Linked DNA regions of Mus musculus: regions 1, 2 and 3 are each linked to region 4. The links are chromatin contacts, called in public promoter capture Hi-C maps. All regions are on one chromosome and are shown on one strand. The core of a region is the stretch at or near the end of the contact, and the rest is flanking DNA. Distances in the headings are between cores, read along the strand shown. Region 1 has its middle 170 kb from the start of Gm36873. Region 2 holds the start of Cxcl12 (chemokine (C-X-C motif) ligand 12). Region 3 overlaps Gm36788 (a long non-coding RNA gene). Region 4 overlaps 1700030F04Rik (RIKEN cDNA 1700030F04 gene).

Evidence for each region. Promoter capture Hi-C pulls out the DNA fragments that hold promoters and counts their contacts.
Region 1: a contact with region 4 is called in a promoter capture Hi-C map of cranial neural crest. The contact joins two enhancer-like sites. A contact is called at or near these places in 1 of 39 promoter capture datasets (cranial neural crest) and 1 of 15 datasets of contacts at CTCF or cohesin (the NIH/3T3 cell line).
Region 2: a promoter capture Hi-C map of liver shows a contact between it and region 4, with 7 times the contacts expected there. The contact joins the promoter of Cxcl12 here to the enhancer-like site in region 4. A contact is called at or near these places in 20 of 39 promoter capture datasets (the 3T3-L1 cell line, the C10 cell line, the HPC-7 cell line and 9 more), 2 of 15 datasets of contacts at CTCF or cohesin (the NIH/3T3 cell line and large pre-B cells), 1 of 484 Hi-C or Micro-C datasets (bone marrow-derived macrophages), 8 of 115 datasets of contacts at active chromatin or transcription factors (craniofacial prominence, embryonic basal ganglia, embryonic midbrain and 3 more) and 3 of 9 other capture datasets (adipose tissue, embryonic stem cells and pancreatic islet).
Region 3: a promoter capture Hi-C map of cranial neural crest shows a contact between it and region 4. The contact joins two enhancer-like sites. A contact is called at or near these places in 3 of 39 promoter capture datasets (cranial neural crest, frontonasal cranial neural crest and maxillary cranial neural crest) and 1 of 9 other capture datasets (embryonic stem cells).

What each region holds. Positions count from the first base shown.
Region 1 is chr6:116,957,975-116,964,439 of GRCm38.p6, reverse strand. No RefSeq gene overlaps it. Among named protein-coding and RNA genes, the nearest start is that of Gm36873, 170 kb to the right of the region's middle. Within about 2 kb of position 2,354, at least 3 of the 459 cell types and tissues checked have an H3K27ac peak or open chromatin away from gene starts, as enhancers often do.
Region 2 is chr6:117,167,121-117,173,139 of GRCm38.p6, reverse strand. It overlaps Cxcl12 (chemokine (C-X-C motif) ligand 12), which reads right to left and starts at 4,605. Exons shown (of 3, transcript NM_021704.3): 1 at 4,424-4,605; 2 at 1,541-1,658. The coding sequence starts at 4,484.
Region 3 is chr6:116,766,490-116,772,463 of GRCm38.p6, reverse strand. Gm36788 (a long non-coding RNA gene) reads left to right here. Exons shown (of 4, transcript XR_377977.3): 4 at 1-751. Among named protein-coding and RNA genes, the nearest start is that of Gm36788, 5.8 kb to the left of the region's middle. Within about 2 kb of position 4,148, at least 14 of the 459 cell types and tissues checked have an H3K27ac peak or open chromatin away from gene starts, as enhancers often do.
Region 4 is chr6:117,713,402-117,719,677 of GRCm38.p6, reverse strand. All of the region lies in intron 2 of 1700030F04Rik (RIKEN cDNA 1700030F04 gene), which reads left to right. Among named protein-coding and RNA genes, the nearest start is that of 1700030F04Rik, 35 kb to the left of the region's middle. Within about 2 kb of position 3,782, at least 5 of the 459 cell types and tissues checked have an H3K27ac peak or open chromatin away from gene starts, as enhancers often do.

The sequences.
Region 1 (6,465 bases), core at 1,105-3,604, 750 kb after region 4:
ATTTTTTAATAATTTGTTTCCTGTCTACAAAAAGTAGAAAGATTAATAAAAATAACCTTAGACATTCTGGCTGAAAAACAAAGTGTTTGCAGTATCACTGTGTCCTTTGTGTCTCCACTCTTAGTGAACAACTTGTCTTCACTGGAAGCGATTTCTCTCCATTTTTGCCATTGCCCTGAGCTTTTCTCATTCATGTCTCATCCCAGAGGTGTGTAGCTTTCCAGAACACCAACTCTTAACTGTGCATTTTTTATCTGTTGCAGATAAAAACAAGTTCGTCCTGCACACACACTTGTGCTGTGTGTGTCTTGAGATTGGTTTAATAACTGCAGGTCTGAATTATTAGGCTTCAGTTCTGGGAAGTGAGACCTCAGAAAAAGTCCATTAGATATTAATTACAGCTTCTTTGGTTAGTGGACACTTGAGGTGCTTTGAATATGGCACTCTCAGAAGCACCCGTGCTGGTCTTTATGTTTGTATTGAGTATAGACACAGGCGTTTCTCCACATGCGTAACCAGGGCAGGATTTGCCAGGCTGTGGAAAGCTTAAGTCTCTTTTCATACTGATTAGTTGTTACCATACTCCCCCAAGGGGTTCCAATAGTTTACAGCCCCCTGCTATGATAAGATGATTCCCATGTCAATATTCGTTAGTCAATATTTATCATTGTTGGATTTTAAAGTACCTTTGTTAGCTTTAGACCTGAAAAATGGCATTTTATGAAACTACAAACTTAACTATATAACACATTGAAATGAAGCGCCGCTCAGGAACTAATGAAATTCAATCTTAACGAACTGCAATAAAGTTCATTTGATCTTTCTTTTGTAACATGACACAAATACTTTCTATCTTAAAAAAAAATTTAAGAATTTAAATTTAAAAAATTTAAATTTAGCTCCACTATAAGATGATAATTTAGTATCTCAATATGAAATATATTTTATTTTTATTGGGAATGAAACTTGCATATTTAAAATATGTTAGTGTTTTAAATGTTTTTTTTTTTTTCTGGTGACATAAAAGTTTAGAAAGGCAAACACTGTAATAAAACAAAAAGCCACATTCCAGTTAGGAAGACCTGAGAGAGACAGTCTCCCTTTCTGTCAGAGCCGTTTCCCACCCACGTCAGATGTGTGAGTAGAGGTCCCTTTGATAAGGCAGGCAGTTGGCCTTCTCTCTTTCCTCAAGCGGCCCAGGAAAGGACCGCCAAGTCCAAACGTAACCGCAAATCAACGCTTCCCTGCACTTCAACCTCGAGAAACCACGACAGGGAAGGGAGCGAGGCAGGCAGATGCTCCTCTTAAAGGGATTGGACAGTGTGCCTTTGCTGTGCAGTAACGAACAAGAGAACATTTGTAACCACAAGGGCCACGGAATCTCACCCAAGCCATCTAGAAGCCATCAGTTGAGCCTAGTCGCTGTCACTGGCAGAGGTGGTAGATGCTTTTCTTTCCAACACTGCTGAGGAACGTATACTGTAGGGAGAGTTTGATGCTGTCCCATAAAATACCTGGTTCTCCATTTTCTTACCTTAGTTTTCGCTCCGATTTTACACAACATAAATGGCGATGAACCAATCATTGAATTCGTTTCAAATACCTTTAAAAAAATCTTTTAGTGATCTTTTTCAGCTTAACTGTTATGATTAACACCTGTTTCTCTTTCTGATTTCCTTACTTATAAAGATGCAGTAGCTGTGAGATTTCTGTCCTTACATTTTCCTTTACCTCTTTAAACATGATCTTGAATCCTCTAGCAGAAAACGAATTGAAGTCTTTATATGCTCAGAGAAGTGTGCTCGCAGTACTTATATTCCACTTCCGTTCACTGTTTTTATACATTTTTACAAACTTCTTGGCTCTTTTTATCTCCCTCTTCACATCTTATACTTATTTTGTTATTGGATATTGGAATGTTTAATGATATATCAAAAGAGCTATGAAGCTTTCTGCCTTGAGAGTTTCTGTAGTTGTTTATTAACCAGTCTGGAATTGTCTGCAGACAGGCTCCCTGACATTATATGGCCCCTGATGCCATATAATGGGGGGCTAGTCCACCCCCGCCCTTCCCCATCTGAATAGTAGGGAGGGTCTGTGCTCGGAAAAATGTTAAAGCGTGGGGGACTTCCAATCTCTGTGGATGGATGTACAGGAGGAGTTGCACCTTTGGGACTGGCCAGGTACCAGAAGGACCCTGGCCTGTATTTCTCCTGGGCTTTCTAGTGTCTTCTGTCTGCACATAGCATTTCCAGTTTTACATGAGAGTGTACTGAGCCTTTGAAAGTCTTCTATGGCTTTCTAATTGCCAAAATATCTCCCTGAAATTCCAGGCTGTTCTGCCAGGAATTGCTACCTGGACCAATAGTGCCAGGCTAACACTCTTCTGGGCCACTCCTTTCCTGTTTCGATCTTTATTTTGTTAAAAACACCATTGGCCATTCATTTTCACCCCCAAATCTAATTAAAGTCCCTAGCCCCTACAGCAGCAAATCTTCTGGTGTTCATGGCCAGCACTGCCCTGGTAAGTCCACACACTGAGCAGCCCTAGCAACTTCCAGCTGCAGGAGCCCCTGTTTGTGCTCAGGTTTCCAGTGGAACTTCATGCTGATTTGCTTTAAGTCTCTCTCCTCCTCCCCTCCTCTCCCTGCTCCTGCTCCCTTTCTCTCTCCCTCTTCCCCCACCCCCTCTCCCTGAGACAGGGTTTTGCTGTCCTGAACTCACAGAGATCTGTTTGCCCCTACTGGGACTGAAGGCATGTGCCAACACGGCCTGGCATCAGTCACTCTCCAGAGACTAAAATGCTCATTGTTGATAATTTTGTTTAATTTTAGACCTGTCTGTTTAAGGTATAACTATTGTTGTTTTTTGCTTGTTTTTGCTATCATTCTCTTGACCCTAGCCAGAAATGCAACCTGCTTTTAACTAAGGTACAGGTAAATTAATATATTTTCTTTTATATTCTTTTTAATGTTGCAGTTTTCTACAAAAATAAAAAAAAAAAAATAACCTTTTCTGGGCTGGAAAGAGAGCTTTCTAGTTTCCCAGAGGATCCGAGTTCAGATCCCAGCACCCACTAATGGCTAATATATGCTTGTAACTCCTGTTCCAGGGGATCCAATGCCATGTTCTGGATTCTGAACACGAACACACACACATGAGTACTGACACAGATACACATGCACACATACATACAAATACACACACGCATGTATGCATGAATGCAATGCATATAAATACACATACATACAAACAAAATTAAATATTATCTTAATTAAAAAATATTTTCCCTCCCTTTCTTAGCTCCAAATATTTTCTCTTAAATTTGCTTATTTAGCTTTTAATTCACTTGGAATTGAATATTTTGTACACCCTACTATAGGTTCTGTTTTTTTCTTTTTCCTTATGTAAAGATTACATACATTTCTAATCCAAATCAGAAGGACACTATTTTGAGATAACCACAATTTTTAATATGTTAAAAAGGGGATGTGATACAGACTAAATGAGAATTCATGTACTTTATGATGTGGGAAAAAGCTCTTGACAAGGCCCCTGGGCCACGAGGACAGGCAGTTTTGTGGCCCAGGTCAGTCATATACCTCGTAGTTAAAAATAGCTAGGGATGGGGATTCCCCAAGAGTCAGTGTTTTCTTTTCCTCCTTTGATTGCCCCAGTGACCCCCAACCAAGGGCTCTAACCCTAGAATGTTCGTCAGTCTTGATGAGGTAGATTATGGGTACCAAAGTCAGCTTAGTTTTATTTAAGCTAAACCCCAAATCCACAGTATGTGCTTGACAAACCCTTTCCTGGTTTTTTGGAAGTGCCTGACTTTAAGCACTTGCTATTCCCTTGCTTGCAGTTTCTATCTTGCTGCCTCTGTCTCACCCCATGTCAGTCCACCCGATTAAATCAGACAGAAGTTTTGAAGATTCCAGAGGCATTTAGAGCACACCATCTTCTATCTGTGTCTATTGTGTCACTAACATCTATACCCACTTCAGCTCAGGCCAGTGGCGCTCACGCTCACACCAGTCACTCAACATGACTTTGGACACTGTCAAAAGTGTAAAGTCAGAAATAAAAACAAAAAGCTAACACTCTACTGCTCTGTTAGATGTGACTGACATTATGAAATGTGCGTGTCTGTTTGTGTGCTTGTGGGTGCACACGTGCGTGCCTGGTTATGCATGTGCGTATGCAAGCACATGTGTGTTCATACAACTTCTGACAGCATCTAGACACCAGCTCAGTAAATAATGTTCACGTTCTTCTCCTTGTGTTACAGCGAAACCTTCTGGAAGAACCTATTCCAAGCATCCCACGGGTAGGCACAGGTTAGATGAGCTTCCTGAGTCCTATCTAACCCTTTTCTCTTTCCACCGGCCTCACTTTCATCCTGCTGGGAGCCTGTTAGTATGCAGAAGCATAAAGTCGTACCCTGTTTCCTGTTAGCCATCCTCTGTCTCACTCGCACTTGGAGGACTGAAACATAAAGTGAAAACAGGACCCTGGCTTTCCAGGACATAGCTACGCTTTTGGAGACAGCGTTTTGTTGGCCTTGCTTTGCCAGCACATCTGTTTGCCATTAGCCGCCATTCAAATGAACTCGTCATGTTTTGTTCCTAATGAACCGCTGTGGGTGGAATGGGGCTTATGGGCTTCATCGTTCTAACGGGCTTGTTCACCACAGAGGACATCTCCCAGCATGTGTCCATGTTCACAGTCCTGGGTTCACTTCGAATGACCCTCTGTAGCCTGGTAGGGGCACAGGGCCAGAGACGCAGCCCCAGGAATGGCTTCTTTGACTAAAGCACGCAGTGGCTACGCTCTGCAGATGCCCGATTGTAAACGTACAGCTGTTTTCTTCCCAACAAAAAAATGACAAAATTCCCCTTGCTCTCACCTCAGGTTACAGAAGAACCCTCTGTACTGCCATTAGTGAGTGTCTACTGTGTCCCCACTGTGTGAATCACTCACTGTTCACCATCTTCACAACAGACATAGGACTTCAGACTGGCATTATGGAAGCTCATGTGACAGTGGAGGGAACGGGAGCTCCACAAAATTGAAAACTTGGCCCAAATCAGAGCAAAGACTAGAGCTGCCAGCCCTCTGTGGTCCTGTCCCGAGCACTTTGAGTAAGTGATCATCATGTGCCTTCTTGTTGGCTAGAAACACATGGTGGACCCAACCTTAGAGATCAGGACTTGCTGGGACCCAAGCCCACAGGCTCACACTGAATGTTGAACACTAGTCCATAGGAAGAATGTGTTTTCTATGTTCCTTATGGAGGCTGAGTGAGGGAACTGAATTTGAGTCAAACCTCAGTTTTTACATGGTGTTTGATCGTGAAGTCATTCTGCCTACGTGTCACAGGTGTAAAGGAAGAATAACTATGAAGATTCTACAAATACACAGGATTGTTTTCAGAGTCTAATTCTGTATCTATTAGGTTTTCAGAGACTAATTCCGTCTCTGATTACAAAGTACACAGCTGTGTTTAAAGTAAGGATGCCTTGATGCAAAGAGAGGGTTGGCTTTCACCAGAGCTTATAACCTCATAATGAGACATGAGAAACACTGTGTATAATATTCGGTGTACAAATAAGTCCAGGAGACCCCTGCTCAGTTCTCCTTCCTTCCTTGGCACTGGGTGATTATGGGCCCACTGTCCATTCGTTCCCCTGCCTTGGAGATGCCCTGTGATGGGCTTTTCCAGGTGCATCTTCGTTGGGGTTTACCGATGACAGCAAGCTCAGCCACATTCCCCTTCACCAAACCCTCAAAGCCGTAGGACTCAACATGAACTTATCTAAGCTCTAAGCCTTGCTCTTTTGCACCCAGAGTTCCTCTGTTCTTCATCCTTTGCGATCCGACTCTCTCCCAGAGCTTGCCATGCGGCATTATAATGCAAAAGCTTTTAATTGCTGCCTTTCTAAGATCAAGCCATTCACATACATTCTTCCGGATAAGAACCACTAATTTAAATGTTCATATGACCCAAATGGAGTGCATGAGCTGGGAGATACAGAGTAGAAACCAAGAGGAACTCCCTGAGAAAGCAGTAGTCAACTTTCCTGTATCCTTTCTCTTCCCCTCCTTCCCCTGGTCTCTAGTAAACAACAGCATCCTCTCAGGCTCTGAGAACCACGCTTGTAAGTGCTTCATAGAAATGAGACCAGTGACATGTCACGATTCACTTGTCTTGGTTCCCTTAACATAATGGTGTCCACTTCATCTGTGGTTTTATAAATCCAGGGCTTCATTCGTCCCTATGGCTGAATAATATTTATGATGCACAGGTACCACCTTGTTTTCTAGTCATCTGTTGATAGACATGCAGGCTACTTCTTTTTTCTTAGCCTTTGTAAATGGATCCTCAATGAAAATGGGAGTGTAGATGTCTGTCTGTTATCTAATGTTCATTTTCTCTGAGCGCACGCGCGCGCGCACACACGCACA
Region 2 (6,019 bases), core at 3,356-5,855, 550 kb after region 4:
CGCGGATGACTGATATCATGGTGGGGGGGAGGTCTTGGAAAATTCTGGAGAGTGCCAGAAGCAGCCTAAGAACTTTTGACAGAGCACCTTGATAGTACATGGGACAACCTTAAAGGTAGCTCTGGAGGAAGACGGCAGGAGTCCAGAAGGGGAGGAACAGGGCAGTTCAGGTGGGCAAGGAGCAGTCTAGACAAATTGTCCAATGGTTGCCTGAGCGCGTTTACAAGTTCACAGAATGCTTCAAGGTCTTAGCTTTGTGGATTTGTTAATTGACGCCGTGTTCTTTCTCCCATCCCTAGAACTTCCTAATGGGCAGATGAACCGGTGAGCTTAGCTCTGGTTATTTTCCATCAAGTCCTGGATGCCAGATAATTAAAAAACCAAAACCAAACAAAAACCAAAAGCAACCAAACAGAAACTACGGGAGACGACTCCTCTCCAGCTGGTGAACTGTCTTCTAGGAAAAACAAATGCCTGTTCAGTGTCCTAGGGACAGGTAACCCTCTTCAAGCAGGCTGCCCTGCAGTTGACCAGTCGTTCAGAGGGATGTAACTTCAACAGGGATCAGGGGTGTCAGTCTGGATCCTGCCATTTATTAACTTAGTGATCACCCAGAATCAATAGTTGTATTTGACCCTCTAAGTTCAAGGGCCCTTCCCGGGACAGTGCACCAGCACAGCCTATTCAAACGTAAACTCATCATCTTTAAAATCCCTTTCTCGGGAGAGTATTGTATTTTAATCAAAACAGCAAAAATAATATTCATCATCTAGGTCTCTAAAGCCTACTGTACATAACACAGCAGCGGAGGCTGGAGAGGAAGGCTGATGAGCACAGAAAGTCTGAAGCAGTCACCGTTGGGTGACAAAGCCGTCAGGCTAGCATTGCTCCAGCTGCTGCATCCTTATACTGTTGTTAGTGTTGAGTCTCCCGAGGATGGGAACCCCTGCTGGGGGGCAGTGAGCAGGACAGACTAGCACAGGACACATCTCTGCCAAGTCTACCAGACTCTGAGTGAGATATTCACATCATTTATACCTTTTTTGGGCTTTTCTTATTTCCCAGGTAAATTTAAATCAAATACTGGCAGCTACCATCACACTCCAGCAAACTCTAAAACTCTAAAACAAAAATGACCTCTGAGCAAGTGAGTGCAAGTGAGTAAAACTGAACCCCCCCCCCCCCCGTGCCATCCGGGTCTTGTAATTTTTTTTTCTATGTGAGAAAGGATTAACTTTGGACACCAGAACCTTGAAACTGACAAGACAGACCCAACTGTCAGCTGAGGGCTGACCTCCATCAAGTCCATGGCTTTTTCTGTAGAGAGGCGGCCCACTGTGCTGCAAGAAACAGCTTGGAAAGCAAGAGTGAGAAACACTGAGGACATCAGGGCTCTGGGGAACAAAAGTATCCTTTGAAACCCATGTCTGATGGCATATCAGTGTCCCCGTGGTGGTGGTGGTAACAGCTGCCCCTAGTTATGCCAAGTCCGAGGCTTCTATACCATGCTCCTCTTTGGGGGATGGCGGCTAGGACTTACACAATCTGAAGGGCACAGTTTGGAGTGTTGAGGATTTTCAGATGCTTGACGTTGGCTCTGGCGATGTGGCTCTCGAAGAACCGGCAGGGGCATCGGTAGCTCAGGCTGACTGGTTTACCTAGAGGAGGTGTAGAGAGAAAAGTGGGGCCAGTCATTATCTGCCTGGTGCAGGGGGTTTGGTGGCTCTTGTGGGGAAGACTCAGGAACATCAGCAGGAATGGTTACAGAAAGTTTCTTGCAAAGACCATCCCCTCGGCCAGGGATCACAGTGAGATCTGACTGGGCTCAGCCTCTAAAGGACAAAAGGACCCAGGAGAAGTGGGGTGGCAGAGTTCTGGGCTCCCTTGTGGCCCTCTGGTGCAGGCCTGGAGGTGGGGGGCTTCACTTCTACCACCTGCAGTTTTCCCTCCTCCCACTCACCCTATCCTAAGCCCTGGAAATCACAAAAGAATCCAGAGGGGAGGACCCGGATTTACCTTCTATCCAGCTTTTCCCAAAAGCTGGGGTCAACCGTGGCTTTTATGGTCACTACCTGGATGCCTAGGCCTCCTGGATCCTATTACCAGCTTTGTTTGCCAATTCACCAATTTGCAAAATGCTATAATTGACACTCATTAGTGTAAATTAGCAAGGGGCTCCTTTAGAACCCCCCCTTAAGAACCACCCTTTAAGTCTAGAATTGCAAACCCTGAGGACTGCTGGATTTGTAGCTGCTCCCCCAACAACAGGGTTTTATCCTAGCTCTACTGAGCATCCCCAAATGTTTCAATTTATGGGTCTTTTCACCAAAGTTTAAAAGTATGACTGAGAATAGTTAGCCCCAGGATTTTAAGTTTGCTTATTTAGAGTTCCAGGAGACTTCTGGGTATTCTGAAGTTCACTGCCTTTGGGAAGCAGCTGGAGAAGTGGACCGAATTAAATATATGATGGGATTATCTTCTTCTGCAAGCATTATTTAGCTAAGGGATGCATGCCCCAGGAAGGGTAGTGTCTTTAGACTCTAAAGCATAGGAAAACCAGACTTCAGGTACAGACCAAAGTCTAATCCAGCTCTGCTGCCACCCTGGACTTGGGAATCTAGAGAGCTTGGCTTAGGGAACCAGGGGTCCATTCAATCTAACAAGCCTGGCAAGCCTGCTGCTCTGGGTTTAACCAAAGAAGCCTCCGGTGTCTACTATCTAGCTTCTGAGTTGGAGTAGCTGATGGGAAAAGACAGGAACCACAGCAAGGTTAGCCGTGCTGCAACTTGAGGGCTGTGTAAGATCAGAGGGCACACAGGCACTAGGAGGTAAAAAAGTTCATTCGGGCAGCACAATGGGGTCCTGCCTAGAGAACAGGTCTGATCCAGACACTGTCAACAATCCGACTCTTCCTAGGGTCAGAATATGTTGAGGGTGAGACAACTTTTACTCTGGATAATTGCACTCCAACCTTGAGGACCTGAGTCCTACATTCTTGCCCCATACCTAACTTGCCAGAGGCTGTGACCCTTGCAACATCACCAGCTCATTCAATTATTAATGCCCAAATCAATGTGCTCCATGACGGGGCACTGGGGGACCAGTGGGAAGGCTCAGCCTCCCGGGTGTTCTCGGTAACAAAAAAAAAAAAAAAAAAAAAAAAAAAAATCGAAACTGCCTTTCATTTCTTTTTTTTTACTACTCCGATCAGCAACTGACTATTCTTTTACAGAACATTTCCCTCGGACTAGGCAACTCCAACCATTCCCGTACCCCGTTGTCACAGGGAAAGAACCCAAACGAACGAGTTGGTGTACTTGGGCAGCATTTAGAGCTCAGTCTCACCAAGAGCCCCGACTGTCCCTCAGTTCTCTCCAGGAAACACCACTGCGGAGGAAGGCAGGGGATCGACTAGTAGGATTTTGTTTTGTGTTCAGAGGCAATGGTTTGTTTTGTTTTGCAGCAACGGTGTCTTGTAACAGCGCTGAGAGTTTTCTCTTCAGTGTCAAAAAAAGAAAACAAAATGAAAGCCCTTTCCCAGTGAAAGAAGACACCACCCTGGGTCTGGGAGACTGAACTCCGCTGCAGCTCTCATTCCAGAGCTGAGGACTCCGGGGCTGGCTACAAAAGCGCCCGTTTGCAGGTGTGTTTGGGGGTTGGGGAGAGGTGTGCATATAGCTTGGGTAACTGCTGAGCCTTTGTCTAGTGACCCGGGTAAGAAGAAAAAGGGGCAGTGAAGAGACGCGTGCTCAGGTCCGCGTCGCTACGGACCAACGAACTGTGCAGAAGCGCGGCCCTGGCTGGCAGCGCGAGTTCAAGAGCTGCGCTGCGCTGCTGGTGGCCCTGAGCCCCTCGAGGGTGCTGTAAGAGAACACGCTACACCCGCAGGGGACGAAACTCAGCCTCACCACTGAACCTATAGCCAAGCCATGCACTTCGAGCTACTTGACCGGTCTTTGAGAGTTTGCTGACACACGCACCACCCGAGTGAACCTCTTGCACGGTCAACTCCGGGACCGCGCTGCCCTTCGCCTCTGGAAACATCTGGGCGCCGGTAGACACTAGCTGAGTGCAGCTGGCGCGCTCCGGGGCCCAAGCCCCGGACACAATCGCCCACGCTTCCATTCCGCGCCGAACCCACTCTTGCCCAACAATCCTGCGGGTCCTCCCCTGCAGCCCTCTCTAGGTCCTATGGCCGCACTTCGCAGAGCACAAAACCTCGGTGCGACCCGTGGGACACGGGAAAGGGCACCCGGTGGGAGTGCGCCCTGCAAAGTGGACTGCCCCAAGTTCGCTTGTAGTGAACGGCGCCGACCGAGTTCTTTCTCCGCGACTTCGGCGCGGGCAGAGGAACCGCGGACCCGAAGGAGCTCCGGCGCAGAGCTGCGAGCCTTTCCCGGGCCCGGCCGCGGATTGCACTCACCGTCACTGATGCAGAGCGCGGCCAGCACCAGGGCCAGCACGGCGACGACCTTGGCGTCCATGGCGTGGGCGGGAGGGCGCGCCGGAGGCTGCAGAGCTGGACAGCAAGAGGACACCGAGGTGGACCGAGAGTGAAAGTGCGGCAGCGGGAGGCGAGCGCTGGGCGCTTTAGAGGCGAAAACCAGGCGGGGCGGGGCGGGGCTCATCAAGGGGCGGGCCTGGAGTGTGGCTGGGGTCTCTGACGCGCATCCCCTGCGGAGCAGCCGCCCTTCCAGTTCCCTACCTACCCACCCCCTTCTTGGCGCCCTCAGTGTCCGCGGCTCCGCTGGGTGCTGAGACCTTTGATCTTCCCAGTCCCCAACTTGGGCGGGCTCTTTGGACCTGAATTGTAAAGAGGCTGGGTCGTAGAGCTTAATGCTCCCATCCTGCAGATAGAGAAACTAAGGGGCTGTCAAAGGCACAAGCCGTGAAATAAGAACCTGAGAGACGAAACAGTCTGTTTCGCCGCATCCAAAAGTTGCCAGAGTACCCTTTCTTTCGTGCCAGGAACTTAAGCTGACCCACCTCATGTCCAGGGTGTCTGTGCCGCAGTGGACTGCTAGGCTTAGGGCAACGTGGACCAATCTACAGTTAGAATAACTTGGATTCCCAGCCAAAGTCTCACTACAGTCATTCCCGGGAAGATGCATTCTAACGTAGGGCTGCGCTACCGAGCAAAGAGACCAAACAGGTCTCCCAGAGATACTCAGTATCGTGAATTTTCTTTGCCACCTCCCCTCTGTACCCCTATTCTCTCGACTGGGGGTGGGTGGATGGTACGAATAGTGGGTGGGTGATTACAACTCTCACCCTGCAGAATGGAAACGGAGGAGAAATGACTGGGTCTCACTCCCGCGAAACGTCCTGATTCTCTGTGCTTGGTTTTAATGTGTGTTCAGTTAATGGAAGCTGGAAACAACTTCTTAAACTTCAGTGTTTCCTGCCTTTCCAGAAGAAAGTCCAGTGTTCTAAAAAGGACCAAAGAGTTCCCTAAGGCCCCGCTCCCTAAAACCCTGCTTCAGAAAGTGGTCATTGGCGCTTTACAAATAGACCCATTGGTGTTCAGCCCTGCCAATAGATCGTTGTGTTCCACTCTGGTCAACCAAAACAACCCCAACCCGGGTGTGGGGAGACACGGGGGAGGGGGCAGACTGAATCTTGGAGGGCTAGAGGCTTTGGGCAGCGTCCTTTGGACCTTCCACTGCCACAGGCAGTGTTGGCCATGCTTCGACCACTTTTCCCACATAGCCAATTAGCGATTTGGATTCTGTTATCATGTTCACCCAAGGGAGTGCACAACAGAGACTTGCCTCTGTCTCAGGGCAATCTGGGAATCATATTTGTGAAGCAGTGGCCAGGACCTTTGGGCCTGGGGCTCCACCTAGGGACTAAAGAAGGGTGGAGAAGGTCAAGAGGAAAATGTTCCAGCCATGAGAGTATCTTAAACAATTCCGCTAAGCACTTTGCATCCATTCATTTGTCAGACACACTTTAGGGACTCAGCTTCAAATCTGGAACCGCGCCGACCTGGTCCCTGTGTTTAAAAAGTAGCATTTCA
Region 3 (5,974 bases), core at 2,899-5,398, 950 kb after region 4:
CAGGCTCCATAACTTTCCTAAAGCATGCTTTTCAAGACTCCCATTGCTATCCACCATCATCTGCTGGCCCCTGCCATGTTGTTCTCTGCAGCTAAGGAATATGTCTGGGTCACCTAGAACAGGGTGCGATCCATCTGTGATGATCCATCCTTGGATACAGAAAAGGTTAAAGGAGAAACTGTTTCTCCATCCTGCCTTAGTGGCCATTGTGATCTCTCTCTGGCCTCCTGAATACACCAGTACTGCCCGAGCTGCTGGGTAGCTACAGACCATCTTCTTTGGATTTTATTAGAAATGTTCTGTCTTCTGGACCTTTTGGGTTTAAGAAAGTCTCGAGTCTCCCACATGAAGTCTCTCTCTGCTCAAAATCCCTATGGCAAGTCCAAACAGCATAGCCCTGCAGCTTCAGCCTACAGGTTTCTAAGAACCTCAGACCCTTGGCCACCACACACCCCTCCACACCCTTCTGCAGGTATCTGTTCACAGTAGCTCGCCCCTCACTACAGGGGCCCAATATTTCCACCTTAAGAATCAGAACCTTTCTCTTGGAAGTCTTTCCTCACTTCACAACCAAGCTACTCTCCTGGATTCTGCCCCCTACACTTTGTGGATTAATCTTTCTAAATAACATAGAGTTCTATGAACATAATTATGTCTGTTTTGTGCATCATGGGACCTCACAGGGACCACAGTACAATTTTGCATAAACTGGATTTCCACATACAGAAGAATGAAACTAGATTGCTATCTCTTACCCTGTACCAAATAAACTCCAAATGGGTCAAAGATCTTAAACATACAACATAAAACTCAATTTATCGTGAGCTGTTTCATTACTTTTTCCTCTAAGAATTGCAGAGTTTTATGTTTTACATTAGGGTCGTTGGGGAAATAATGCCAATAATTAATAAATGGAACTTCATGAAATTACAAAGCTTCTGCACGGTGAAGGGCACAATTCAGTAGAGAGGCAGCCTGTAGTATGGGAGCAAACCTTGGCTAGCTATGTAGCTGAGAGAATATTAATATCAATAAAGGTATCAAAAACCTAAATACTATTATCAAACAACTCAGTAAACAGATGGGCTCAGAAAATGAATGGGCAGTCCTCAAAAAAATATAAAAAATTAAATAAAAATAAAACAGACAATTGCTAGCAGAGAAATGCAAATTGGGAGCCTACTAGGATCTCGTCCTCCTCGGGATGGAAGTCATTAAGAAAACAACTAACAAATGCTGGCGAGGACGCCTGCTGCCAGTGAGATGTAAATAGTCCAGTCACTATGGAAATCTGCACAGAGGTTTCTCAAAAAACTAAAAATGGACCTGCCATGTGACCCGGCTCTACCCAAAGGACTTCAAGTGAGCACACCACCAAAACACGTGCACATCGATATTTGCTGCAGCTGTGGCCACAATAGCTGAACTGTGGAGCCAGCCTTGGTGTCGAACAACAGAGGAAAGGTTAAGGAAAAGGTGGTACACACACTGGAATCGTTTTAGCTCTAAAGAGGAATGACGTTGTGTCATTTGCAAATAAAAATAAAAAAGTGAACTCACTGAAGATGATCCTATCAAGTGTAACAATTCAGCTTTAAGCAAATATTATGTTTTTGCTCATGTGTGATTTCTAGATTTCATACAGATACATACAATAATAAGATATCAAAGTGGAACTAAAGTTTTCTATGACAACAACAACAAAAAAGGCAATGGGAAGAGAGAGAAAAAAAAGGGGGCTAGGGGGCTGTGCAGGGAGACATGCCCCAAGCACATTGCATGCTTACATGGGAGTGCCCTCCTGTAACTCAGTATTGTGTAGTTTTACATAAGTGAGTCAGAACAAAATGTTAGAAAGTGTTTAAGAGCACAATACCATGGCTGTAGAAGGAAAGGCATTCAGTCCCCCTTGGCATCCATGAGAGAACCACTCGAGGATGTGCAGGGGTACAGACCCCTGGATAAGCTCATGTCTACCCTACAAAGTGGCGCCTTGTTTTCAGATATCCTAAGGGATTCTCCCACATGCATCACGGCACCTCTAGATAACTTCCAACCCTTAATCTAATGCAAATGCTAGGTTACAGCTATTATAGTCCATCATTCACAAAATAATAAGGGAGAGAGTCTACACATGCTCGGTACGTTTGTTTCCCAAATATTTTCAGCCTGCAGTTGACACCATCAATGGATAAAGAATTCGGAGATACAACAGATCAGCTGTATAAAGTTTAACTCGTTAAGTTGAATCAAGAATTTGTATTCAGGATGATTCTGAACTGAATAGGACCCCAGTGGAATCCAGAGTATGACCAGGAATGGTGCCCATGTATCAGGCCCCAAGTGACCCCAGGCAACTGCATTCATTCCACCAAGGCCCGAATGGTACCACGGTTCAAGTCTAAAATGGCCCAACAGGCTTGTGTTTTAAACGCTTGTTTCAAAGCTTGAGGCCTCTAGAAGGGTGTGACTGATAAGGGCATTCACTAGACCCTCAGTAGAAGAGCGTTTGAAGGTTATAAATGGCTCCTTCCCATTCTCCCTACCCCTTGGTGCACCACAACATGACCCGCTGTTCTCCAGGCACACAGTCCTGCTGACATGATGTCCTGCGAGTGCATCGGGCCTGACACCGGAGGACTGAAATCTCTAAATCAGGAACCAAAATAAACCCTTCCTTCCTTCCTTTCTCTCTTCCTTCCTTCCTTCCTCCCCCCACCCCCACCCCCAGAAAAATGACATGTGGTCCTGCCAACGTCTAGGTAAATAATACAAGTGGCTTTGACTGTGCTTTGCCCCTTGAGGGTCAGTCCTTGTCCCTGATAAAAGGCTGCGCCAAGAAGAAGGCAATGCCCAGAAGAAACACGGAGAGCTGATCGCTGCAGGTAGTGGATGGTGCGCATTTGCACTGCAGGGGTTCTCATGAGAAGCCAGTTGTTAAGTTCATCACCCTGCCAACGTAGAAACTTATGCCAGCTACCCATGTGTCTATCTCTCCCTCAGCTAGAGAAACAACCCTTCTTTTTTTTTCAAGAGCAGAAAAACCAGTCTACCTTTCTGATGTCACAAATCTGGAGTGCTGAGGAGCCAAAGAACCATCTCACTGCCAAGGCAGCCGGGTTTGAAACCCTACTCAATGTGTACAAGTTACGGGGAATGTGGAGGGAGATATAGCTTTCCTGCACACACCTGACACCCGCAGCTGTCTTCTGCAGCCTGTGCCTGGGGACCGAGTATCTAACACCTTCATCAGAGGCAGGTGTGGCTCATTGTTTTGTTTTGTTTGTGCTTTCCACCCCACATCCCATTTCAGGATGTTAGGATTTGAAACTATCAAGTAACATCAACAAACTATATGTGTTTTGGAGACAAAGGAAGTGATGAGCCCTGGACTTCTAAGTTTACTGGTATTTGGTTCCCGTTTCCTCCAACTCCTGCCAGGTCCATCCCTTCTTCCCATGGCTCATTTCCCTGATCCATCAAATCATGAAGATGCTCTCTCTAAGGCACAGATTGGCCTCCACAAGCTAAAGGAAATGCTGTCACTGTGTGCACCTTTAGCCTCATGTACATGCGTAGCTCCCACAGGCTCTCTTAGTTCCGTGCTGTATCTACTGACATTCCTCCCTTCTAAGTAAGCAGTGCGTTCTCTGAAGACCTTTAGATACTTACTCAATCTTAGCATTATGCCTGGTGGTTACTCTATTCTGAGACAGCAAAGGAACCAGACTATAAATAGGTCAGATCCCAGCCCTCACCTCACTGGCTTCTCAGGGCAGGAGCTACAAACCCTCTGTGGCTGTGAGCTGCTTTTGAGTCTGCAGGGAGCCCTTAGGTAGCAGCTCACACAGAGAACACTTGTTAGGGCCTTGGGTCTGATCCTGGCCCTGTGGACTCTCCCATTATGAATATCTATAAATGCTTACCAACATGCCTCAGCTGCTCTTACAGCATGCGTTGGTGTGCTTTCAAGGGGTTGGCCTGCACCCCAGCTCCTAAGGTCGGCTCTTACTAGCTTGAGATAAGTGCAGACTCTCAGCCTGTTTAGCACAGACATTGACTGCGAAACATACTTGACCCAAGCCAGTCCTTGCTTCGGTAGGCCGCTGTTGTCAGGGTTTGGAGGAAACCTGTGTACCCCACATTTGATCCCATCAAGTAGAGCCAAGACTTATGGGTGGCCTAAGAAGATCTCACTTTTTCTGCATTGTTTGATGTGAGGCTAGAACAGCAGCAGGCAGCTGGTTGACTAAGTGGGAAAAGAGTCTGAAAACAAAGCCAAACTGTAGAGAAGACAGCCAGAAAACTAGTGACCGTCCAAATCCAGCCAGTCTTTGCACATCTTTATTTCCAAGTTGCTGTGACTTCTGTTCTCTGTTTACTTGCAACGAAAAGCTGTGAGGAGTGTCTCATCCCACAGTCCAAGAAGCAAAGCTGTGGAGCAACCGGGATAAGCTTAGAAGTCGCCAGGGTTGTAAGGAACTTGCAAGAATTAGCATTAGAGGGAGGAAGCAAAGGGAAAGCCCAAGGATGAACCAGAGCACGCCGGGCCTCTGCCGCCCCCTAGTGGACACTGCTGCCGCCACAGATCCTGCGGCCCTAGCTCAAAAGTTGACCAAAGCCCGGTTCTTCACCGGTGCCTCGACATTCCAGACCTAGATCCTAAGGAATTAGTTACCCAAGTGGAGTGCTCCTTCTTTGTACAGTAGGAAAAATAACATCCCCTGTTATCTGTAAGACTGTAATTAGATGAAATAGTCAAGATGAGGTTAACGGGACCTGCCCATATGAAATAACAAAAGGGGGGAAAATGAATTGCTGACGAAAGAAGTTTTGAAAAGTAGCACAGACAAAGAGCCGCGTGATTGATCCACGTCACTGACCGGAGAGGATCCAGGCCATGCCTTTGAAAGTGTGACTGAGGAAGCATATGGCTGCGCAAGTCAGAGCGCCCACCTAAGCCCAGGCTAGGAACCTGGACAGAGGGAGCATTGCATGCACTGGAGATGCAGAAGCTCCTGTAAGCCCCAGAACGATCCATAGATGCAAATGAGGAGATGACCAGGAGAGCCACTGGAGAGGACTGGAGGGAAAGAGACACAGAAAGCCAGGGCAGGTCCTGGCCACTAGCAGGGTCACTGAACCATCAGAAACCCTCGTTTCAGGCAAGGCCGTTAGTAGTTACAGTAAAACGCAGGTCCCCTAAGGCGGTGGTTCTCAACCTTCCTAATGCTCTAACCCTTTAATACAGTTCCTCATGTTGTTGTTACTTCATAACTATAATTGTGCTACTGTTATGATCATGATGTAAATATCTGATATGCGACCCCTGTGAATGGGGTCACTGTGAAAGTGGGTCACGACCCAGAGGTTGAGAACTGATTCCCTAAGAACTCATACAGGCAGAACCTAGATAGAGCCATCTTGTCTGTAGCCAGGATGAGAGTGAAGCTCAACAGCAAGCTCAGAGGTATATGCAAGGATACAAAAACAGTCACCACAAAATAAGAAAAAAAAGTAATAATGTATAACACCCAATAAAAAGTGTCTGTGCCTTCCAACAGGCAAGATGAGACAGAAGCCCAGTGAACTGACTGCCAATGCACAGCATAACACAATTGGGTGGGAAACAAATCTTGGAAAGAAATCTACAACCCCAAATTAAGTTAAAAAGCAAGAATGCTCTCATGACTTCAGACCAGTCTATGACTTCAACTTCCCTTTTAGAAACCAAGACAAAGAACATTAAATTAGATATAGAAGAAACAGAAGGGAAAGAAGAAGCAAAATAAGATAATACATTACTACAGTAGAAGACAGGAAAACAAAAAATTATGACCTGGAAAAAATTTTTAGACAGTCAATAAAATTGACAAACCACAGGGCATGGGGGGGGGGGACACCTTTTATCCTAGTCCTCAGGAGACAGAGGCAGGAGGATCTCTGTGAGTTCAAGGCCATCCTGGTCTACAGA
Region 4 (6,276 bases), core at 2,533-5,032:
CTTCAGGTCTGCCTCTGTTCTCTCTTATCTTGGTTGCTCAGTGTTATTATGCAGAACTCAACTCACTGAGCAATTCTTGCCTCTATTCCTCTAGTCCCTGGAAACTGCCATCCTTGCAGATGTGACTACTCCAAGGGCCTCCAATAAGTGTCATCACACAGCTTTTGTCCTTCTGCGGCAGGCTTATGTTACTCAGCACCCTGTCCTCAGGGTCACCATAATGTAGCACAAGCTAGCAAGTCTTTCCTTTGTCCTTCTGCATGCTGTTCCACTGCACACACACTGCCTATGTTTATCCATTTACCTGCTGGAGAACACTTTCATGCGTCCTGATGCTGCTACATACCTGGCCACACACTTCCTCGTTAACCTTTTCAGGAGACATCGTGTGATTCCCACAGTGGCTACCCTGCAGTGCTCCCACCACTTGTGGGCTCTGTTCTGAAGTTTCTAGTTTTCCACAAGTGTCTCAGGCTCCCTCTCTCTACACTGTGACCTCCGAGGGAGAGCAGACATTCTTCTAAGCACTCCCAACAGTGGTGAGCGCATGGCGACTGCTCGGCCAGTGACTGCGGCAGAGCTTACCCAGGCATCTTTGGTGATGTCTATGGGTTTGGTCAACGTCACTATTAAGTACAATTGCTGTAAAGAGCAGGGACTATCTGTGGGGCTCAGAGGGTCATGACTGCAGGTGGTTAGGAACCCGCACTCAGAATGTTTAAACAGTCTTATCAAGCTATATCAGAGATGGAATAAGCTGCCTGCATTTAAAGCACAATCTGTTTAGTTTTTTTTTTTTTTTTTTTTTTTATACAGAATGTGTGAGTTTACTAACTACTTTTGTCATACATTGGCAACCTCTTTAATACCTAGAGACTAGATATCATAGGACTCGTTTGTCCAGTATGTACAATATATACAGCATAGCAAAGTTACATGAGATGCACACAACACACAGGGGGATGGGTAAGCTAAAAATGTCTAGCACACAAATGGAAATCTTTTTGCAGTTCCTTCCCTCCCACCTCCTTGATCCACTGAACAAGCACAGCCGGTACACTGTTCTCAGAGGCGGGCTAACAATTCTACTTCTACACACAGCATTTCTCCAGTTTAAAAAAACTATATACACAAAATATTATTCTATTACCTGTACCTTTAAATGTATCAAGCACTTTCAGATATCTAAAAGACTAGATGTTTCATGTAAGAACTTATCTGCTATTGACATGGCACTGGTAAATAAAACTGTATGCAAAGCAATGGTTATTATCTGAGGTATCTTCTAAACATAACCATTTGGGCTTCGACCCACTTTCTTCTCCCTTCAAACCAATAGACAAATATAGGTATGTGTAATGCTTAGATACAGCTAAGCAAATCCTATCCCCAAGCCATTTACAGAACAAAATTTTCTATGAATTTTAACGGTGTACACTATGTGCTAAATTTACTACTTTGTCATACATTGGCAACCTCTTTAACATCTAGAGTCTAGATGTTGAAAATTTAGACATATTTGTCCATTATATACAGTATACACACAGCAAAACAAAATGCAAGAATATAAAAATGGCATCTGAAAAGGTCCCATATACACACACACTACATGGCCGTTGTCACTGCCTCCCAACACCTCCTCCAAACCCCGGAGCAAGTAAAGACAGTACTGCTCAGAGGGCTCATCACCCCACTCCCCAAAGACAACGACTCATGAGTGTTTGCAAAAAGATATTTACAAAGTGATATTTCACTACCTCTACATTTAACATACGTTGGGCACTTCTAAACATCTAGATAGACCAGATGTTTCAAGTAAGGACTGTTGTCCACTATATACACAGCAGTCAGTAAACGGCACACGTAGCAAGAGTAATTACAACTTTAACACAAAATGTAAAAAAAAAAAAAAAAGTGTTGTTCTACTAACTCTACTTTGTCATACACTGGCAACCTCTTTAACATCTAGAGTGACTAGATGTTGTAAATTAGGCCCCCTTTGTCCTTTACATACACTATGTACAAAGAAAAGCCAAACAAAATGGGATAGTGGGAGATAGTGGTTCCTTTCCACTCACGGACCACAGTAGCTTAGAGCTCTGGATTTCCTTCTGTGAACCAGGGCACAAACACAATGCGGTCAACTCAGGAGAGGTTTGGCTTTTCTTCTCCAAACAATAATTCAAATGAATCCTAACAAAAAGGTATTTACAGCATGTTTTACTACTTATAAAATATGGCAGGCACTTCAGAGCAGCTAGAAAGACATTACCCCCAAAACCTGGCATTTTCAAACACACTCAAATACACACACACAGGCACACACGCAAACATGGTGTGGGGGGTAAGAAATGAGGACTAAAATGCATACACAATACAATAGGATAAAAAAGAGAGACACGTCTTCTTCACACGACCAATCTGGCTCCGGGCCTCTTCCTCCTCCTGCTGGATCCTCTAAGGTACTGAACAAACAGGGACGAGTGCTGGGTCTTTCTAGAGGCGGCCTAAACAATTCCATTTCAAAATCACTTGCAGAAGACGTGTCCACGATCTTCTTTTTATGGCGACTGGGTATTCACGTCATCTCCTACCTCTCCTTTACCCTGTGTCGGCAATCTCTACAGTTAGACGTCCAGATTTAGCCAGAAGTCTAAAAAGGGTCGGGGGAAAGGTTGAGAGCAGCTTTTTCATATTATATACACAGGACTTCTACGGCGACAGCGTTTCCGAATGGCCGCCTGCGGTTGTCGCGTCTCGGCTTCTCTCGGGTGGAGGGAAGACCCGCGGCCCAAGAATCGATCGTTCCTCTCGCCGTGATTCGGGGCCCCGCTCACCTTCGTCCAGGCCCATCGAGGCCTCGGTTCATCCAGGTCTGCGTGCTCGGCCACGGGTGGGCCTCCCGTCCCGAGCCGGCGATGGCAGAGTGTTCTTGCTCAGACCCGCCGCCTTAGGCCGCAGAAGCCCCGAAGGCCCAGCCTTGGCCTTCAGGTGGATGCCATTCTTCCCGTCATGCCACGCTCGCCGCCACTTTCGAGGCGTCCTCGAAGGCCTGGCTGGGACTCCTCGGTGGGCCCGGCCCTGGAGAGAGGGCGCCGGTGGAGTCGGGGAGGCCGCCGCCATGCAGGCGCATCGTTGGCAGGGCAAGAGTCGCTGCGGAATGGCCGCGTGGCCTAGCCGGTGGCTGCCTCGAGGGCGAGGGCTCCTGGCGTCCGCAGAGTAGGGACCGAGGCTGCTCCCGGGCCCCTCGGGCTCACCCGGAGCGGGCCGAGGCCGTGAGGGGCCCGGGGCGAAGAAGGCCACACTCCCGAGCTCGCTGCGCTCTCTGCCGGAACTATCTGTTTAGTTTTGATGGACAGGAAGGAGTACCAGGGAAGTCATTTGACTGGCCATCAGTTCAAAGTATGACTCAATGTTTCTTCAAGTATGCTTGTAATTATCCTCTGCACATCTGTATCATCTTAGGATATGCTACATGATGTTGCCCATTGTCTGCACACTCACTTTCTTATAATCCTCTTCAAGGAGAACATCCCGTTTTACACATTAGGAAGCTGTGCTAGAGGATGCTGCCCCAGGCAAAAGAAACCGTCCTGTGAAAGTGGCTCTGGACTTACAGCCAGGGCGTTCTTCATCCATTAGTGGCTGCAGGAAGACTGTTTCATTCCTCGGTTGGGTTCACATCCAGAGCTTTGTCCCAGTTAACTCAGTTCTCTTGCCTGACACTGACCAGGCCACCATCTCGGCCAGGGCATCTAGCTGCCTGGCAGGTCATCACTCACATGTACACTGAGTAATAAGGTTGGAGAATCTCCAGACCTGGGATGGAGGGATCCTGTGACCAGCATCCATACCTCTGCTGCCAGCCTTGGACTTAAGGATCCAGAGGAGAAATGCATTTACAACTGGGTCTCTATGGCCAGGTTCAGCCTCCTGGATGCCCTGGGTATGGAGAGGACCCTGTGCCTGGAGTCACAGAAGGAAGACTGTTATAGTAATGTAAGCTCAGTGGAAAAAGTTCCAACCTTAGTGAGTGTAGCATCAGTGATCTCCGAAGTATAAACAGATGCCTGCTCCCATACCTCCATGCTTCCACCCATCCCCTCCCCCCTGCAAGGCTCCCCATGCTCTTTGCTCCCCTTACATCCCCTTCCCCAGAGTTTGGTTTAATTGGTCTGGATGGGACCCAGGCACCTGGACTCCTGCGAGTACTCCTGGCACAAAGGCTCTGAGCCTTAATTATCTAAGTGAAATGATGTTTTTACTTACATATAAGTGGAGAAAGCACTTCCCTGAATTCAGAAGTCTCTGTCTCCCTGCTGAGTTTGTCTCCTGGCTCATCCACGTCTTGGAGCAGTTCATTCAAAATTGTTCGGACAAGAGCCATCTTGTTTTAACACATGGCTTTCTCTTATTAACTGTACAACAAAGGCACCGTTTTCCAGATGTCGAGACTTTTCTTTACAGTTTTTCATCTGTCATGAAAGAAGACATCTTGGCCAGATGCCTCTAGCCACTGAGAAGGATTTGTACTGCAGCCCTGGTGAGGCTGTTGCCCTGGACTGAAGCCTTGGCCTTGGGGCCATGGAGCTGAAGCCTTTTTGGGAAAGCCCAGGCTGCATGCCATGGCCACCTTTCTGTGGCTGTGTGGATGATTCAGGTCCTGTTGACAAAGACAGCATGGATGCCGGGTTGCAGGTCTATGTACAGATGGAACATGAAAGTCTTAGCTCCTTCAGATGCAGAACGGACAGGGAAGCCCCTCAGTCCCCTTCACTGTGTCGACACTGGCTCTTCGGGAAATGTCAAGGCCTTAATTTAGGCATTATAGCCACTCTCCTGGCCCTACAACCCAAATATGGATAAAGATCAGGTCTGACTGAGGTCCCTGCCCCAGTTAATGACACTAAGGATCAGGTACCAGGCTGGTACTTGTGGTGGTTTGAATAGGTATGGTCCCCATAGACTTACATGTTTAAATGCTTGGATGGGGAGTGACACTATTAGGAGGTTTAGCCTTGTTGGAGGCATGCTCTGAGGTCGCCTATGCTGAAGCTGCACACAGTTACAGCCTCCTTCTGCCTGCCTGTGGACCAAGATGTAGAACTCTCAGCTCCTCCAGCACCATGTCTGCCTGCATGCTGCCATGCTTCCTGCCCTGATGATGATGGTCTGAACCTCTGAAACTATGAGCCAGCTCTAATTAAATATTTTCCTTTATTAGAGTTGCCTTGGTCATGGTGTCTCTTCACAGCAACGAAACCCTAACTAAGACAGTATGTCTCTGCCAGTCTCTTTATTCATCCAGTGGTGGACCCCACAGCCATCCCATAGTGGTGCAGATACCCCCTTTCTTTACTTCTGGCTTAGACAGATCTGCTCAGTCTCAGTGTCCTTGGCAAGGAGGTAAGCTTTTCTTCCTTCTTCCATTTCCTTCCCTCTTTCATTTCCCCCTTCCTCCTTCTCTTCCTCCTTTTTTTTCTGAGACAGATCTCATTATGTAATCCAGGCTGACCTCAGATCTGTGGTCCTCCTCTCTTTACATCCCCAAAGCCTGGATCACAAGTGTGCCCCACCACACCTGGCCAGCACATCTCATTGTTCCCTTTGAGAATGAGATGTCCTTGGCCTGGAGATGATTTGGCCCCTTCAGGACCCTCCTCAGCATCTCCTACTATTTCAGTAAGAATATCATTCCAGTAGACAGAGTCTGACAGGGGCCAGGGAAGGCTTTTTCTTCTGTGTTACTTTTTCTTTATTCCTGGACTTCCTGAACTTGGGCTACAAATAGTGTCAGGCATTACATAAGCCAGTGTGAAGGTGGTGTGCCTATCACAGCAGTCTGGGCCTGGTCATTCCGACTCAGGTCTCAGAGGGTGACTCACTGTCTGCAGGGGACCCAGGAGACCCTGACCTCCAAGCTGCTGGCGTGGTGACCTTAGCTTTATATGGCTCAGGGCAGGCCAGCCTTTCTTGACCAGTGTTTCCCTAGGCCACAGAGAAAGACTCTCTATCCCGTTTCCCACCCTCCGACAGCAGGAGCTTTGACTTTCTTGGCTGTTTCAGGCTGTTCTTGTTTCAGCTGGAGGGGCTTGCCTGTTTGATCTTCATCTGGTCTCCTGCTGGAGAGACCCAAACAACCCAAGTCAAAACTATCAACAGGAAAAGTGTCTTAGGTCAAGAATGCAGCCAGAATAGCTCCAAGGCTGTCATTCTGACTCAAACCTACTGGGGAGGCCTTTACCTGAGTGGGACAATGAGTATAAGGCTGTCCCC